Regions from separate parts of the Pan troglodytes genome. Here region 1 is linked to region 2. The links are chromatin contacts, called in public Hi-C maps. All regions are on one chromosome and are shown on one strand. The core of a region is the stretch at or near the end of the contact, and the rest is flanking DNA. Distances in the headings are between cores, read along the strand shown.

Evidence for each region. Hi-C and Micro-C count contacts between places; a contact is called where the count stands out from the background.
Region 1: a Hi-C map of induced pluripotent stem cells shows a contact between it and region 2, with 2.3 times the contacts expected there. The contact joins the promoter of NTN1 here to the enhancer-like site in region 2. A contact is called at or near these places in 2 of 7 Hi-C or Micro-C datasets (induced pluripotent stem cells and stem cell-derived neural progenitor cells).

What each region holds. Positions count from the first base shown.
Region 1 is chr19:61,699,263-61,702,283 of NHGRI_mPanTro3-v2.0_pri, reverse strand. It overlaps NTN1 (netrin 1), which reads left to right and starts at 1,702. Exons shown (of 7, transcript XM_024350490.3): 1 at 1,702-1,753.
Region 2 is chr19:61,409,091-61,412,092 of NHGRI_mPanTro3-v2.0_pri, reverse strand. All of the region lies in intron 7 of STX8 (syntaxin 8), which reads right to left. Among named protein-coding and RNA genes, the nearest start is that of STX8, 280 kb to the right of the region's middle. Within about 2 kb of position 1,427, at least 4 of the 24 cell types and tissues checked have an H3K27ac peak or open chromatin away from gene starts, as enhancers often do. A contact at or near this core is called in induced pluripotent stem cells, where this site is marked.

The DNA of each region.
Region 1 (3,021 bases), core at 453-2,952, 290 kb before region 2:
ACCACTGAGCTCCAGCCTGGGGACAGAGCAAGGCCCTGTCAAAAAAAAAAAAAAAAAAAAAAAAGCACAAGACAGACAATGAATCAATAACTAATAAAGGATAGTCATAAATAGTTAGTCATGGATCCTCTACTACGTCTTAGGTGCAGGACACGGTAAGTGCTTTACATTTGCTTCCCTGTTTAACGCTAGCAACATGCTTATTTTAGAGAGTTGAAGTGTAAATAAAGGATTATGACCCTAGACTCTTATATCTAACTACTGTCTGTGTATAAAGTAACAGACAATCTGAGACATGCGAAGACTCAAAAAATCCACCGTCCATCCACCCTTCCCCCAAGGGTTACTCAAAGTAGCATTTCAGTGGTGTGAGAAATTAATCAAAATAAGGAACTCAGGAATGAGGAAGTCATTTACATAAATGAAATGACAATAAACAATGTAGGCAGAAAAACTGAGTTAGAAGGCTGGGTGCAGTGGCTTACACCTGTATTCCCAACACTTTGAGAGGCCAAGATGGAAGGATCACTTGAGGCCAGAAGTTCCAAACCAGCCTGGGCAACTCATTGAGACCTTGTCTCTACAAAATAAAAAGTGTTTTAAAAATTAGCCGGGCGTGGTGGCATGCACCTGTGGTTTCAGCTACTCGGGAGACTGAGATGGGAGGATCTCTTGAGCCTGGGAGGTCAAGGCTGCAGTGAGCCATGATCCCGCCACTGTACTGCACTCCAGCCAGGATGACTGAGCAGGACCCTGCGCCCCCACCGCCCCCCACCCCCACACACACCCACTACCAAAAAAAGAGAAAAACTGAGTTAATTATGAACGTAGTTTGAAATCACAATGCCAATGTCAAAAAATGATTCTTCAAAGAGCAAGCATATGATGTAAAATTTTAATAATGGCCTGAAGCTAGGGTCCTAGTTTATGCCGGCAAACCTGTGTCCTCCAGCAGCCTTAAGCTCGGCAGAGATTCCCAGGCGCCGGCCTCGCGGGTGAACTGTCACACGTACCCAGAGCTTGGAGGAGGCGCACCGGGGGAGTGTTGTGCTGGGGATTCCCAGGCCGGCTCCTGCTTCTCGCCTGATGAATGTGGAGTTCCTTCAGCCATCCCTCGGGTCCTCTTAAACTTTTCTAAGTTTCAGGAGTGTGAATGACGCATTCCCCTAGTGTTAAGTGGCGACAGTTCTCCCTCTATTTTATCTCTTCAGTCATTTTAATGGTAATTGGGGGAGGCGTGTCAGCGGACCATCTTGGATGAAGGGCAAAAAGACCAGTTAGCATGGAATTGAGGTTTGTCGCTGGTGATGGCAGTGGGGACATGATCGCACGTCCTTGGGTCAGATTTCTCAGCTCTCTCCTCCCCATTTTTACCCCTAGCACTCGGTCAAACAAACAGACAAACAAAAAGACCCCTGCAACCCCCAGACAAACCAAAGCTAGAGTGTGTAGGTTGGGTGGCTTTCTGTTGGATAGTTGTGTGTCCCAAGTTACACGCATTCTATCTTGGCCCAGCTCCACTGGAGCCCGAGCGGCGGGGCGCAGGGTGCGAGCGGGAGGCTGGTGTTCTGCCCGCGATGGGCAGGGGAGCCGGGTGGCCGCGGGGCGAGGAGCCGCGAGGGCCGGGCCGGCGTGACACCACCTGGCGGAGTCTCGGGGAAGAGTCTTAAAGGCGCGCGCTCCTCCGTGCCCCGCGCACTCGAGCGGGAGCCGCGGAGAGCTCGCCTCCCGCTGCCGCCGGCGCCTCGGGGAGGTAAGTGCCACCCGCGGATCCCGAGTCGCGGCCGGGTGGGGGCGGCCCGCGGCTGCCCCGCGCTCGGGAAGCTCTGGCTGGGGCTGCGGTCGGAGGGCGGCGCCCAAGTTTTCTTGAAGGCCTCGGAGGGCAGCTGGAGCGGCGTAGAGCCTGCGCGGGGATGGCGGGGGTGGCCGCGGGCCCGGGCCGTCTGGGGGCGGCCATCCCGGGCGGTGCGTGGAAAAGTAGGCACTGGTGCGCGGCGAGGGGCGCACGCCAGAGCCCCAGCCCCGCGTCCTGCGCACTTGGCGCGCTCTGGCCGCGGTCTCGGCGAGCCCCAGCCTGCTCCGGGCCGCGACCCCGGCTCCGCGCCTTCCTGCCCGCCCGGGTCCTTTGTAGCCCGCTCGCCCCGCGGTCGCGCACGGTCACGCCGGCAGGTCGCGCTCGGCGGCCGGCCAAGCCAGCCCCGGCCCCGCCGCGCCCGCGCCCCGGGCCACCCCGCCCGGCCCCCTCGGCGCTGCACCCCTCGCTTTCCCCATCTCCAGCCGCTCGCTATTTTCACACCTCCCGGTGCCCCGGCCCCGGCGCCTGATTCAGTGCTTAGTAATTAATTTGGCGTTTCAGAATGGTCAGCGGGCTGGATAATGGGTGCATTCATCCCCCGGGCTAATCTGAACAGAGGTGGGAAGAAAGGCTTTCACAGACAGAAAATGCCATTCGCCGAGCGCTCAAAGGGGCTGTCACTCCCAGAATAAATCGCCGCCGCGCCCGCCGGCTCCTCTGGCCATTTCCATACAGCTCCGGCCCGCGCCGCGGACCCGCCGGCCTCGGCCTCGGCTCCCGGGAATCACTCACTCGAGTGCCTTCGACGGGAAAGTCGGGCGAGAGCTGGACCCAGGCGGGGGCCGAGGGAAACGGGGAAACTGGAGACTCGGGTGAAGGCCGCAGGGGACAAAGAGATTGATTAGAAAATCAAACGCGCATCTAGAAGGAGGCGCAGGCGACTGCTCAAGGCGCGGACGGCGGAGCTGGGGCTCGGGAGCGTCCGTCCAAAACCCCCGAGGTTCGCCAAAGAGGAGGGCCCGCGGCCCAGACCCTCCGGAGCGTGCCCGAGGCGACACGGCAAGCTTCTGGGGCTCCCAAATTGTGAATGGAGTTCAATGCACAAGCATAGATAGTAGAAACAGGGTCGACCTGCACAGACTTTTTATTCCGAGTTCCTTGTGCTATCAGCCCCTTCGCCCTCGCGGCCTGGAAGGTGACACGGTGTCTTCCCCGGCCTCCTGCTC
Region 2 (3,002 bases), core at 178-2,677:
CGCACTACCTAAGGTCAGCTTCAAAAAGGGAATGTTGCATAGCCATGGTGAACATGGAACAAGTTCTAGGAAGAAATAAGGATCCAGAAGTAGAATCAACCCGAACAAATATTACTGTCAACCAAATAGAGTTTGTGTGTGTTGTATAAAATCACTGTAGAATTATATGCTTCAATTACTGAGATTAAATATTCAGTATCAGGAAAAAGCTTGCCTTTCTTAAAAAGTATGTTTTGGCTGGGCGCAGTGGCTCACACCTCCCAGCACTTTGGGAGGCCGAAGCTGAAAAGTCACCTGAGCTGAGGAGTTCACGACTAACCTGGGCAACATGGTGAAACCTCGTGTCCACTAAAAACACAAAACATTAGCTGGGTGTGGTGGTGGGTACCTGTAGTCCCAGCTACTCAGGAGGGAGGGAGGATCACCTAAGCCTGGGAATTTGAAGCTGCAGTGAGCCATGATCACGCCACTGCACTCCAGCATGGGCGATGGGAGTGAGACTCGGTCTCAAAAAAAAAAAAAAAAAAAAAAAAAAAAAGTATGTTTCTTTCCTTTCCTATTAAATACTTCCATTGTGGTACACATCATATTTCCCTTTCTGTGTTGGTTTTCCAAGATTCTATCCTCAGTGCTAAATTTAATGCTCAAATATGGTATTAGTTTAGGAATTGGACATATTTTATTTACGTTCTCTTCTACATGTAAACATTTTCTATTCTTTAACAGCTTTGAGATTTTATATATACATACATCTTTTATTGTAAACTACCCATGTCCTCTTTGGAATACATAGGTCACAAATTATAAATAAAATCTATCTTGGGATAGGATTTGAGCTATCTTTGCTAAACTGCCCTACAAGATTCCTAGAGACTGAGGTTGGGGAAGAAACTGGGCTTTGAACAGTCCAAAGGCTCCGCTAGCCAGTCTTTATTGCTTGCTGTTTTATCTTAAGTCTGGTTCTGCAGGCTAAACTCTGTGAACGTATTCATTTATTTATGCTTTTGTGTATATTTTGGTGTTGTTTCCAAGGAAAAGTTCTCTTTCAAATCCTCCCGCCTTGCCTTAGTTGAACTAAGGAGAAGTGGGATTTTCTCCTGTGTTGATGTGTTCCTGAGTGTTGGATGGGGTGCTGCCAGCTAACCAGACCAGGACTAGAGCTAAGGAAGAAGCTGCTGGAGCTGGGGCAGAGGCACTGGGAATCCAGGAGGTACAGGACTGGCCCAGAGGTGGATGGACGGAGTCCCTGCCCACAGGGCAATTCCTTTACACAAAGAAGAACCTCAGACAAATAAATGGGTACTAAACATATGAACGATATAAGGGTAGAGCAAAGGCATCCTGGAAGTCAGTGTCACGGTCTCCACCGTGGGGCCTGTCCGTGGGGCTTCAGCATTCACTGGCGTGGGAGACCTGCAGCTTAGGTGTGTCACCACCGTGTGGTGGAAGGGAGAGTGACAGGCATACAGAGCCCAGTGGGTTCCCAGTTCAGAGATTTATGGTGCTTTTCTAAGCCACAGCTTGAACAAAAATAGAATCTGCTTATTAAACTTGTCTCTTTCATAACACAACACAGACTTCAGAGATAACTTTACAGCAGACAAAATAAAGAGGAGGCACTCATATTTCTCCAGCTACCTGCTAATGGCTAATCTCGAGCATGCTTTATTCTGAGGCCTACAGGAAGGAGTTTCCTCCTCTCACCTCCAACTAAAAAGAATCCCCTTTCTTTACTTTGGCATTGAACCCCTTCAGCAGCACAGCTCACAGTCCTGGCCCTGGCTTACTAGGGCTTGCAGAATCATCTTGCTTCACCAAGCTGGTTTGGAAGCAGCAGAATTTCCTCTTGAGCCAACAAGTCTTCCCCTCGCTGAATGCTCTCTGGCTGTTTCTAAGAATGTGCTCTGCAGTTCCCATGCCCCAAGTCCTCAGATGCCACTAGCTATTCAGCTCTCATGCCCCCCATCTTCTCTCCAAACACAAGGCCTTACACCCAACCAGCAAGCAACTCTAGGAAGATTATTTTCAAGACAGATTAAAGTAACCTGACAGAAAATGGAACAAAACATGAATATCCGGTATCATCATGGATACTGGTTGGTTAAGCAAATTTAAATTCATTTCACCAATATTATTGAATTGGGTACAATCACTAAATAACCACTGGGACACAGCAGCCAGGGACCTCCATGTCTCCTAGGTAGATAAAGAAAAATAATAATGAATAGTGAGAGCATTTACAAAGTGCCAAGCATTGTTCTGAAGAACACACATGCTATAATTCATTTCACCCTCACAAATCTCCCAATGTTGGGTAGATCCCATGAATACTTCTAGTTTCTAGGTAGTATTCTAGGAGTATCTAAGGGATGCTCGAGGTCTCACAGCTGGTAACCAATGGAGCTGGATTCCAATCCAGAAAGTCAGACTGTAGACCCCTCAAAACAGTGTCTGCAGCCACTGCCTTACATGGCTTCCCAGGGAAGTCATCCCCTACCTGTAATCAGCTTATGAGGACTTCACAGAAGATGTGGAATTTTAGAGACTTTTTTTTTTTTTAATGAGAACATTATAACTTGGGCATGAGGTAGCTTTGAAGAATTCTCAAAGACCTGATTAAGGTCCTTGGATAAGTGATGACAGTGAGATAGGAGGTGTAAGAAGGTCCAGCAGTCTACCCAGAAAATGTTACCATAAAAATAGAATACTGTCATTAATTTTGAAGTGAATACGACACTTTGTACTTTGCAAAGAACCGTGACATATATGTTATCCATTTTGAGCTTTGCAGTAACCCCAGATGTCATGTTTAACTTTTTATGTGGTCACCATTTATAGTACTTTTTTTTTTTTTTTTGAGATGGAGTCTCTGTCTGTCGCCCAGGCTGGAGTGCAGCGGCACGATCTTGGCTCACTGCAAGCTCCGCCTCCCAGGTTCACGCCATTCTGCTGTCTCAGCCTCCCAAGTACCTGGGACTACAGGCGCCCGCCACCACGCCTGG